Linked DNA regions of Mus musculus: region 2 is linked to region 1. A link is a contact called in public promoter capture Hi-C data. All regions are on one chromosome and are shown on one strand. Each heading gives the region's core, a stretch centred on a gene start, on an enhancer-like site or on the middle of the called end of the contact. The rest is flanking DNA. Distances are from core to core; before and after follow the strand shown. Region 1 has its middle 28 kb from the start of Atp6v1g3. Region 2 holds the start of 2310009B15Rik (RIKEN cDNA 2310009B15 gene).

What was found. Promoter capture Hi-C pulls out the DNA fragments that hold promoters and counts their contacts.
Region 2: a promoter capture Hi-C map of hippocampal neurons shows a contact between it and region 1, with 2.6 times the contacts expected there. The contact joins the promoter of 2310009B15Rik here to the enhancer-like site in region 1. A contact is called at or near these places in 7 of 39 promoter capture datasets (the 3T3-L1 cell line, the C10 cell line, cranial neural crest and 4 more), 1 of 484 Hi-C or Micro-C datasets (embryonic fibroblasts), 2 of 115 datasets of contacts at active chromatin or transcription factors (craniofacial prominence and neural tube) and 2 of 9 other capture datasets (adipose tissue and liver).

What each region holds. Positions count from the first base shown.
Region 1 is chr1:138,242,337-138,248,624 of GRCm38.p6, forward strand. No RefSeq gene overlaps it. Among named protein-coding and RNA genes, the nearest start is that of Atp6v1g3, 28 kb to the right of the region's middle. Within about 2 kb of position 1,810, at least 52 of the 459 cell types and tissues checked have an H3K27ac peak or open chromatin away from gene starts, as enhancers often do. A contact at or near this core is called in adipose tissue and hippocampal neurons, where this site is marked.
Region 2 is chr1:138,854,027-138,860,146 of GRCm38.p6, forward strand. It overlaps 2310009B15Rik (RIKEN cDNA 2310009B15 gene), which reads right to left and starts at 2,828. Exons shown (of 3, transcript NM_001081226.1): 1 at 2,555-2,828. The coding sequence starts at 2,791.

The sequences.
Region 1 (6,288 bases), core at 560-3,059:
ACAGGGGAAAAATTCCTGAACAGAACAGCAATGGCTTGTGCTGTAAGATCGAGAATTGACAAATGGGACCTAATGAAACTCCAAAGTTTCTGCAAGGCAAAAGACACTGTCTATAAGACAAAAAGACCACCAACAGACTGGGAAAGGATCTTTACCTATCCTAAATCAGATAGGGGACTAATATCCAACATATATAAAGAACTCAAGAAGGTGGACCTCAGAAAATCAAATAACCCCCTTAAAAAATGGGGCTCAGAACTGAACAAAGAATTCTCACCTGAGGAATACCGAATGGCAGAGAAGCACCTGAAAAAATGTTCAACATCCTTAATCATCAGGGAAATGCAAATCAAAACAACCCTGAGATTCCACCTCACACCAGTGAGAATGGCTAAGATCAAAAATTCAGGTGACAGCAGATGCTGGCGAGGATGTGGAGAAAGAGGAACACTCCTCCATTGTTGGTGGGATTGCAGGCTTGTACAACCACTCTGGAAATCAGTCTGGCGGTTCCTCAGAAAATTGGACATAGTACTACCGGAGGATCCAGCAATACCTCTCCTGGGCATATATCCAGAAGAAGCCCCAACTGGTAAGAAGGACACGTGCTCCACTATGTTCATAGCAGCCTTATTTATAATAGCCAGAAACTGGAAAGAACCCAGATGCCCCTCAACAGAGGAATGGATACAGAAAATGTGGTACATCTACACAATGGAGTACTACTCAGCTATTAAAAAGAATGAATTTATGAAATTCCTAGCCAAATGGATGGACCTGGAGAGCATCATCCTGAGTGAGGTAACACAATCACAAAGGAACTCACACAATATGTACTCACTGATAAGTGGATACTAGCCCAAAACCTAGGATACCCACGATATAAGATACAATTTCCTAAACACATGAAACTCAAGAAAAATGAAGACTGAAGTGTGGACACTATGCCCCTCCTTAGAAGTGGGAACAAAACACCCATGGAAGGAGTTACAGAAACAAAGTATGGAGCTGAGATGAAAGGATGGACCATGTAGAGACTGCCATATCCAGGGATCCACCCCATAATCAGCTTCCAAATGCTGACACCATTGCATACACTAGCAAGATTTTACTGAAAGGACCCAGATGTAGCTGTCTCTTGTGAGACTATGCCGGGGCCTAGCAAACACAGAAGTGGATGCTCACAGTCAGCTAATGGATGGATCACAGGGCTCCCAATGGAGGAGCTAGAGAAAGTACCCAAGGAGCTAAAGGGATCTTCAACCCTATAGGTGGAACAACATTATGAACTAACCAGTACCCCTGAGCTCTTGACTCTAGCTGCATATGTATCAAAAGATGGCCTAGTCGGCCATCACTGGAAAGAGAGGCCCATTGGACACGCAGACTTTGTGTGCCCCGGTACAGGGGAACGCCAGGGCCAAAGGGGGGGAGTGGGTGGGTAGGGGAGTGGGGGTGGGTGAGTAAGGGGGTCTTTTGGTATAGCATTGGAAATGTAAATGAGCTAAATACCTAATAAAAAATGGAAAAAAAAAAAAAAAGATGTTACCTAGTTCTTTTCAAATTAGAGTAGTTTTTGTCAAAAAAAAAAACAAAACAAAACTAATTTGACAGAAGCTTGAGTTATCTGGGAAGAAGGAACCTCGACTTAAAAAAAATGCCTCCATTAGACTGGTCTAGAATTAAGTAAGTCTTTGGGGATTTTCTTGATTAGTCATTTATATGGGAGGGTTCAGCCCACTGGGAATCATGCCATCTCTGAGCAGGAGGTCCTGGACGGCATAAGAAACTTAGCTAAAGAAGCCAGGAGGAACAAGCCAGTAAGCAGCAGTCCCTCATGGCCTCTGCTTCAGTTCCTGAAACCAGGTTCCTGCCTGAGTTCCTGCTCTGACTTCCCTTCACGACAGACCATAACTGTGAGATGAAATGAGCCTTCTCTCCCTCCCGTTGCTTTTGGCCATGGTGGTCATTGCCGTATCAGAAGGCAAGCTAACACAGGCTGAAAAGTCAGAATCTCACTTCTGTAAGCTCACCTGTGTCAATCTTGTGTCTGAACGGTCTTTTCTAGGGAAGGTGGAGGAAGGGGGAGGGAGGGAGGGAGGGAGGGAGGGAGGGAGGGAGGGAGAGAGAGAGAGAGAGAGAGAGAGAGAGAGAGAGAGAGAGAGAGAGGATGCAATCACACTTCTTCCTCCCTTCCTTATCCTCACCTCTTTCATTATGGAACGTATTTAAAAGACAGAAAATCTAGTATCAGCAATATTAAAGCATACATCCTGCTTGTGTGAGAGGAAGAGACTGTGGCAGAAAGCCAGCTCACTTGGACGATTTAAAGGAAGGAAAGCAGGCTGGAGCCTGGGAAATGAAACACTTGCAGGCTGAAGAAGGCAGGTTGTGGAACGCCCCTGTGCTTTATGTCTTACTTCTGCTTCATGTTTTATTGAACGGCAGTAAATGTTCCCGAGTCTGAGTACAAATTAGATGATTTGCTTTTTACAGGCTCAGGAATTATCTCTTTTGACTAGCGAGCGGGGGGGGGGGGGGGGGTATTATCAAAACAAGTAAATACAACAGTGTCAGAGGATCTCAGTTGCTTTCAAAGCTCTCACGAAATAAAACCTAGCCTTCCTCTCTATTATGGCCCCCAAAGAGATCTGTCATACCTCAAATTTAATAGAGGACCATGCCAGTAATTACAAAGCATGCTAGTAGAAAGAGCTAAATATCCAGTAACAATTTGCAAAGCCCTATTTTGAACCATAACAACACATATGATAATAATCATTAATGAAACTCTTATTCCATAGTAACTCGATACTCTGGTCTCAAATCGGAGTATTTATCACAAGCTAATTGTTCCTTAAATAGAACCCACACACTGGACAGCTGTTATCTATCTTCTGATTCTCTGGGCTAAACCAACAGATTTACTGTTAGAATGAGCCAAGGCCAAATTTTTTCATACAGATAAAATAGCACATGTATTATGTGTTCACCCGGACGTGTCATTGTCATATGGGTGTAACTAGATAAGCTTGATTAGACCCTGAGGTTTAAAAGACCTCAATAGTATGAGACTCTGAAATTCTGCACTCAATCACAAATGAGCCATTAAAGACTAGCTTTATACAATAAAATAAATAAAAAATGAAATCACCAAATCTGTTGGCTGACTTTTGCCAGGGTACGGAGGACTGAACTGCACCAGCCAGTTATAATCAGGACTGTAAACTGCCTGCTGTTGAATTGTTTTTTCCTCTGGTAAGCAAACAAAGATACATTGAACCTGGGCATGTAACCGCATTAGCTCCTGATTCATTCTGCAGACTTTATGGAGCCGAATTGCATGTTGCCAATCAATATGGAGCCACACAGTTGCTTTTAAAATGGCTTGCCATGGAGTTGGCTGGCAGCCATGCAGCAGGGTGGTATGAGGGAGCTGATATGGAGGAAGCCAGAAAATGGTTTTTCCTTTCTGGAGTCTGTGCATTTGTAGGTTTTCCTATGCAATCGGTATGTTTATTTGCTTTTTTTTTTAAAAGCTATAAATTTGGAGCCCTTAAGATCAGGATGCCTAGAATACCATTTTATTCTACAAGGCAATCCCAATAAATTTTTTCCTGAGGTCCTCACATTCCCTATGTGTACATCATAAGCTTGAAAGAGCTATGGCCCCTGTTGTGACTCTATAGATTTTGAATGTTGGGTTCATGGACTTGAATTTTTTAACTGTATTCTATTTATTTTGAATTCACTGCACTTTGGTGACCTCCCAGTTTGTACAACAAAGATAGCTAAGAAGAACCAAGTGCTGGGTATGAAAATATAAAATAATGAAGATAAACCACTGGAGATGATAATGAAAAAGACCCCGTTTGTAGCCTCTGAGAGAGCCTTCTGAGTTCACCTTGTCTTCTACCTGCTCTCCGCATCCTCACAAGGATATTCACTCTTTTACCATGAAGTTTTCAATAAGTTAGTTCTACTGTGTTACACAGATACTTTTAGTGATGGGAAAGTACATTTATCCACAAGGCCATCCTGAGGAGCAGTAGGAAGTAGAATGTTTACATATGATAATTGTATTGGAGATAAGTTCATAAAACAGAAAGCCGTGTCCTGAGAACTCTATCTCCTATAAATAAGCTGCTATAAATAATACATTTCCTGTCTGGCTCTTGCTGTATGAAATGGAAACCCCTCCATAGTGCAATCTAGTATGCATCGATAGTTCCTACTGCATTTATCCCTTTGTTATGACCCAGTCGGCTGCAAGGTTGGGCAGGTGTATCTAGGAGTCAAGTAACATGAAATTCCATCTGCCTCCCTTCGCTTTTCTCTTTCCAGGCATGCAAGCACTTATTATTTCCCCCTCTGGGGAACACTATGTTTCCCAAGCATTTTCCATAAATTTCATAGGCTTACACAGGAGGTCCATTAGTTGCCAAGGAGGGAAAGTATCAGTTGTATCAGGAGAAGGTTCTTCCCCTCTAAGTTGTAAAATGTCTTTAACGCATATCAAGACACCATGCGTCTCACAGTACCTATGGAGTTGCAGGGCTGATTAGTATGCGTGCAATGGAAATAGACCATGCTTACTGAAGCCTGAGATTCTCACAGCACTCATTGATATGCAACACCACCATTGTCATATCCTTCCTACTGGAAATGGCTGAATGCCCCCAGGGGTTCATACTTCTATAGACTGTGTGCAATGGCAGCATCCCACACTCTGCAGGGAGGTGATGTCTATATGAACAACACAGAGAGAGGGAGAGGGGGAGAGGAGGGGAGGGGGAGGGGGAGGGAAGGAAGGGGGAGGGGAGGGGGAGAGGGATGATAGTAATGTAAATAAGATTCCTTTGTATTGAAGACTTACTATGTACAAGGCTGTCTTATGTTTGATTTATTTTTTCATATAAATATTTCTGTTGGTCCTAAACAATGCACTGAGGCCAATGAGATACTTGTATTGAGTCTAGTGAAGACCTGTGAGGAAATAGAACTCAAGGATCAGCACAAGACACCCCAAGAACAATTCCAGGGCCAATGGAACACTGGGAATACAGAGCTAGGGATATTGGGATAGAGGAACAACATTCTGAGGGGTTAGCACAGTAATATATTGTTTTCCTCTAGGAGTATTGGCCACACAATCGAACAGTAGCTAAACATTTAGAGGGTTCACAGAGAAAGATTAGAATGTTGAAGCAAACAAGCGATTTTATGGAAGGATCATGGACTCTACCAGACGACCCCTAGAGACAACAGCTGAGTAGATGCTAAAGGATGAGGAGGGTTGGATGCAGGGAAATGGATAGACAGGAACAGAGGAGAGCATAAAGCATCATCTACAACATCATCCCGGTTTTGTAAAACCGAACGCTTGGAAGAACAGAGCAAAATGCTAATGTGGTTACTGCAGGATGACAGAGTTATGAGCCCATTTTATTTTATTTTCCTGTCTTCTGTATTTCCTAAATTTTCTTCGTGGAATATATATTGCTTTAGTAATTGACAGAAAATTCAAAACAGATGTAGTAGTCCAGAAATATGGGAGTAAAACCAAACAGGTAATTAAAGACAATCATTCCCAGACCTTGAGAATGGAGAGTGATATCCGGCACCCTGGAAGCATCAACAACTGCCCTTAAGGAGGGCTGACTTACCACAAGCAGCCCTCCCTTCTGCCTACCTTCCTGCATAGAAACACATATCCAAACTGACAAATACGTGCACACACCATCACACACACACACACACACACACACACACACACACACACCCTGGAGGCTCACACACACATGCATACATACAAGCAGAGAGAGAGAGAGAGAGAGAGAGAGAGAGAGAGAGAGAGAGAGAGAGAGAGAGAGAGAGAGAGAGGTCTAAAGCAGAAGGATGTACACACACTTCTACACTTCCTTTTTTATGACAGGAAGCATTCAATAGGACTAACATCAGCAGCCACACCCATGTGTCTCTGAGCTTCTGCTTGGCTCTGGGTAGCTTTGCCTGCGCCTGTTTCTACCTTGGGTCGTGGACACTAGCAAGTGTTGAGATATTGGGGAAAGTAATGGAAACCAAAAGCATTCCTTGTTGAGTAATTTCTGTGTCTTTCTGCTTCTATCTTCCATCCCTACTTTTATTACAATAAAACATTTAGGAAAGAGGAAAGTGACATTTTTTTCCTGGTCCTATGATTTGACAAAATGATAACAGGTGTTTCCCTTAACAAAATTTTAGTATGTGTCTTCAAGAAACTGATCAATGTCACTATTCAGATGTTGT
Region 2 (6,120 bases), core at 1,578-4,077, 610 kb after region 1:
AGAGGCTGGAAATGAACTGCACTCAGAAGCGGCAGTTACAATTTCAGTGCTTACAATATGTGGATAATGATTTAAACTCACAGAAAAGGTGCTAATCAAAGCCAAACAGGCCTCACAGAGAAGCATTGCCTTTGCTGTTATTGAATATTTTCTAGACCTTCCCGATGTGTTACTGCCCTGCAAGGTCCACGGTTTTCTTGTCCTCTCCCTCGCCAGTTTTGGTAGATCTAGTCTTGACTGAGAAGGTATTGTTTTGCCACATTAACACTCACTGGCTTAATAAGCTTGATCAACAGCAACTTCCAGGATACCACTTCAAACTTCAGGGATGCATTTCCCACTTATATGCAATTATGATTTAAAAAAATAAATCCCCCAAAGCACAGTGTGTGCAGGGAAAGGCAAATTGTAACTCCTCCCTCGGACGTATATCACATTAATGATGTTTCTTAGCCTCCAGATTTTATAGGGGAACTTCCCAGTGGGTTTTTATATAGCACTTTGACCATTAGAAACTCAGTGTATCACTCCTGCCTATAGACTTTCATTAAAATATGCATGAAGGCAGCAGGTCTTCTGACATGCATATCCCCCTCTCTCTCCCTTGCTCTTTCTCTCGCTGATGCTCTAACTATATGACCTTGCCTGGCCCACAGATTTGTAGATCAGGCTGGCCTCAAGCTCACAACCAACCTGTCTGCTTTAGTGTTGGGATGCAAGGCATGTACCAGTTTTGCGGCCTCTGGCAAACAGTTTCCATTTGGTCATCAAGAACTTCAGCTATCCAGCGTTATACTTAATGATGTCACTCATTATGGTTGACATTCAGGTCAACTTATATTTTAGTTCAAGTCTGGGTTCACTCTCAGGCATTGCTGCACAAATAGATCAGGGCAGTTAAGAAACTAGCAAGTCCCAATGCTGCTCTCAAATCCCAAGGCCATGTGGCACCAGATGCACCCAACACTACTTTAGAATGACCCACTGTCAGAACCTCATTTCCTTTTTTCTCTTTCTCCTCCCACAAAGCTCATGCTTGACGACCTGGAAGGCAAATAAACGAAACACTGCAAAGCCTTTATAGTCTTCGCTTAGCTTCTGGATGTTTTCTGGAGACAATTATCTGGCGATCCGGAAGCTTAGCAGGTTGCTCTACATGTGGATGGCGTACCTCTAAGTTTGCTGACTGCCTACACACAATTTCTTCTCACTAAATGAGCCTTGGATAAAGATGGCAACGAAGATGAGGCAAGTTTGCTGACGCTTTGACTGGAGAGCAAGATGTCTATGGAAAGCAAGATAGCCAGTGCAGGAATGGGAGCACGATAAGGCGCTATCTCCCTTGAGGCATGGAAAAATACTGTCATTTGGGAGCTATATATACCAAGCATGTTTTTGGGTTTGCTTCTGGTCTCCTGGACAGTCACATGACCTGTGAAACCCCACTGATGAAAAGGTTGTGGGTTCCCCGGTGCAAATACTTGCCTTCCTTTTGCTATGTTGATCGAACCAATCTATACAGGCCACTGTTGTTTGCCTTGAAAAATGATAAGACTTCTGGGTTTTACAAACCATATTTGTATGGTGACTTGTGGAAACAAACTGCATGTGTTTGTTATACTTAAAATAAGAGCACAAGCAAGAACGGTCAAAGGCTGTCAATAATTTTTCGATAAATCTTTATTCACTTGCAACACATGAAGGGGTTAGACAGTGGATTTTTGGGACATACTACTCCCAAGGCTGAGTGTCAACTTTAGGAAACGTTCAAGGTTTGCCTCTGCCTGTGTCTCAAGCCAAACCAAATAAGTGGTCTTATCAAGTACTAGCCAAACACAGAGCTTAATACACAGATTTATTACAAGTCACTCTTACATCATTATAAAACTTAAAATATAAATAATGCTATCTTCAAACTATTGTATTCTAAAGTGTCAGGAAACTGAAGGGAGATAAGGTTAGATATTGGTGGTGACAAGCAATTGTCAAATCCATAAACCAGAAGAAAAGGTGATTTAAGAATGCCTAAGGAAAAATGCAAACTTGCCTGATTATAATTTCTTTCGCTCACTTGGACTGGAGGCAAAGGATGAGAGGACACGGGGCAAAAATGTAAAGCGTCTGTCTTATGTTTGCATTACTAAAGTCACTGGATGGCAGGCTGCTCGAGTTATCACGCACAGGCAACATGTCTGTACTACATACGTTCCCTGTAAGAGCTCAGTCCTACCCTCAGTTCCTCAGCACCCATTTCCCCCACACAACACACTCACACGCTGGAGGGCGCGCACACACACAAACCGAGACAAGCCTTTAGCTGGGACGCAGATCAAAAACCGAGCCTCGCGAGCCTCCCATCTCAGGGCAGACACCTCTCTGTCCGGAACGCAAAAGTGCGACCGGGTTTCTCGCAGGACCCTCTGAGCGGACGCCCCAGGCCGACCCGCCCCAGGCCGGAGGTCCAACACCTCCCGGCCGGGCCGCCTCGGGGTCGGGTGGCCGGGCGCGCGCAGGCGCAGAGGCCGCGCGCGGGGCAGGCTGGAGCGGGCCTCACCGCGCAGGCGGCCCGGTGCAGCTCGACGATGTGCCTCTCCGCTGCAGTTAACTCTCGGCTCGCTGGATGCCTTGGTTCTCCTTCGGGCGTTCCCCACGAGTCGGCCGCGGAGCCGCCGCGGGCTCCTTCGGAAGTCGAACCGAGGGTTGAGTTGAGCTGCTGTCGGAAACCTTCGGCCCGAGGCGGTGGCCTCCCAAGCGATACCCTCGCCAGCGTCCAGATCCCCTGGGCGGCCATGGCGCCGGCGCGGTGGGAGGCGGGGCCGGAGGTGGGGCGTGGGCAGGGGAGGCGGGGTCGGTCTAGGGGCGGGGCGAAGAGGGGAGGCGGAGCACTGTTCAGTGTAGACTGGGCTGCCTCTCAGTCTTCAGCTCCCTCCATCTGGGTCCTCTGCAAAGAAAATTATGCATATGAAGACTGGAAGAAGGTGCCTTCTTTACTCTTAAAGTCGCTACTATTTTTTTCTCAGATAAAGGACGAGCATTTTCATTTCCTATCAAGCTAGATCGTATTCTGCATAATCATACTTGTTTAAAAAAATAATAAGAAGGAAAGCACCTTCAGCCCATATAGAAAAGGCTGCGTATTTGCTGGTCATGTGTGACAGGAATGAAGCTGGAATCACAAGCTTGGTGATATGGTTCATTGGCTCACTCTAGAATGAAAATCAAGGAAAAGTCTCACACAAAGAGTGTAGTGAAGTTTTCACAAAACCAAACCTAAAATCCTGTCTGAGAAAGTGACACCCATACTCCTACAAAATTTAGGGAAATTAGCACGATCCCAAGAAACAATTTTATGTGTTCATTAAATTAACAGCACCCCCAGCCTTGGATGCCATAGCCTGAATTTCAAGAGTAGGCAGTGTTATTGAGTAGTTAGTGCTCTTTGGTGTAAAGAGCTATTGGCAGGAGTGAATCCTTAGCAAGAGTGGGTTAGTTGGACAGGAGAAAGTTGTCAAAGCCACCAAAGACAATTCAATTCCTTTTTACACTGATTTACCCTGCAACTCCGAAACCACAATTTGATGGTTTTGGGTTGTTGTTTTTTTTTTTTTTTTAAAGATTTATTTATTATTTTATGTAAGTACACTGTAGCTGTCTTCAGACACACCAGAAGAGGGAGTCAGATCTTGTTACGGATGGTTGTGAGCCACCATGTGGTTGCTGGGATTTGAACTCTGGACCTTCGGAAGAGCAGTCGGGTGCTCTTACCCACTGAGCCATCTCACCAGCCCTGTTTTTTTTTTTTTTAAGATTTATGTATTTATTTATTTTATGTATGTGAGTACACTGTTGTTCTCTTCAGACACACCACAAGAGGGCACTGGGTTCCATTTTAGATGGTTGTGAGCCACCACGTGGTTGCTGGGAATTGAACTCAGCACCTCTAGAAGTGCTCTTAACCACTAAGCCATCTGTCCAGCCCCCGATTTGATGTCCTTAATCACAGATGGAAACAACTCTATTGGTATATTGTAAAACTCAGTGAATTAATAAATTTGAATCCTGTGTTTAAATGTTCCTTTACATTGGAGTAGTATATTTGCCATTTGAAGACTACCTGATGTTCTGAGGGACTTTAAGGAAATCTGGAAAGATGGGACCAAAGTTAAATTCACCCAACATGATTATCATTAAACTTGAGAATTTAAGCATAGGTCATGTTCCTGTTCGCCCCCAACCAACACCACAAAATTAGATTTATGGGCTTCAGAGGTGGAGACATGAGGATTATGTTTGTGGCCAGCCTGAGCTACCTACTGAGTTCCAGCTATAGCCCAGTCTAAGAAAAAGAATCATCCTGGTTAGTCTATGCCTCTGGGCACACAGGCTGATCTTTGTATTAGTCACATGATACCACTGCTTGCATTCTTACAGATGCACCTTTAAAATGTAATCAAAGTTGAAATGAGATGAGAGAATAACTCACTACTAACAACACAAAGCATTCTAAATATCTATTTTCAGGTTTAATCTGATCATCAGCATCCAGTTTTCTTTCCCGTGTCTCTTGCTTTGAAAGGCCCCCATTGGCCTTGAATTTTAGCTCATCTTTGTGTGCATTCTTTCTTTTTCGGAGACTCCTCCATTCACATTAGCCAAAGCTGTATGAAAGTGAGAGCACCAAGTCCAAGCTCAGAAGGTAGATGTAGAGCTTGAATGAGAACAATCACTGTAGACTCATTGTTTAAACACTTGATCCACAGTTGGTGGAACTATTTGGGAAGGATTAGGAGATGTTGGAGGAAGTGTGCCCCTAAAGGTGGGCTTTCAGGTTCAGGAAGCACACACCATTCCCATTTAGCTCTCTCTTTGTCTCTGCCCCTATGCTTATGAATTAGATGTAAATTAGATGCTCCAGCATCATGCCTGCCTGCCTGCCTCCTGCCTTACTCTGCACCATAATGTTTATAGATGATAACACTCTAAAATTGTGAGCTGCCACAGACCCTCTGGATCCCTTTGTCTGCATGGAATGGGTCTCTGGGGCAAGTGGGCAAAGCATCGGAGGGAATGACAGACAGATGTACACAGGAGAGGTTGTGTAGAATCTGAATGTAATGTGTCAAATTGAGCATCAAACTTTTTATACAGAAGAAAATAGGGAAGTTGGGTGACACACCAGCAAGGTACAAATAGGTTACTGGATTCTTACACAAAACAGAGGAATACAAACACAGAAGGTCTAACAGGGATAGAATTCATTGTTAACAACTGGGATCAAAAAAAGCTCCACCTAAAGTTCACTTAATCTTAGAAGCCAGGGTCAAGGGCTTCGTGCCCTTGCCATAGTTCCTATTTTAGTCTATTGTATAGTCCACCTTCCCCCTAGGCCATTGTAAATACGTGTGAATGGGTGTAACTCAGCTATCTATAGTTCTAAGTATCTACTCTGGTTCTTCCTTAGGTCTCAAACTTCCTTCTTCCTAGATGATGGTAAATTCCTGTGTAGGGCAGTGACTTAGCTTTGTTCAAAGTGATAGTGTAATACCAGAGGCAATTCTGAATGTCACTGAATAGCAACATTCTTACTGAATTCCAAGCCCATGGTCAGCTCAAGGACTTTCTAGGACGTTGGAACACTGGTGAAGACTAAGCTATGTCAGAATTCAATCTTAAAAGGCACTTATAATAAGATAATACTAAAAAAGAGCACGTGGATCCATACACCAGACTAACGCGGGAATGGAATATTAATGTATGGGTTAGAAAGAAGACCAGACTCCAGGAGGTGAGTTTCCCTGAAACTCTCCACCTCGTGAATGGCTTCCAGGCCTCTCGGCCTGTCAAGCTGACTCTACGGGAGTGCGTGGCAGTGAGCCACAAAATTAAACACATTCATTAGTAAGTTGCCTTGGTCATGGTGTATTGTCATGGTTCTAGAAAAGTAAGTGAAGTTTTCATTTTATTATGAAGCTATTATAGTTGGATTTTCAAGTAATATGATATTGGGCAGGTTTTCTAACTCTTCTCCAAAATTTGGGTGTATATATTGGCTTAAACATGTTTATAATATTTAATGGTGGGTTCTGTGGATTTGCATTCCCCCTAGAATTCATAGGTATG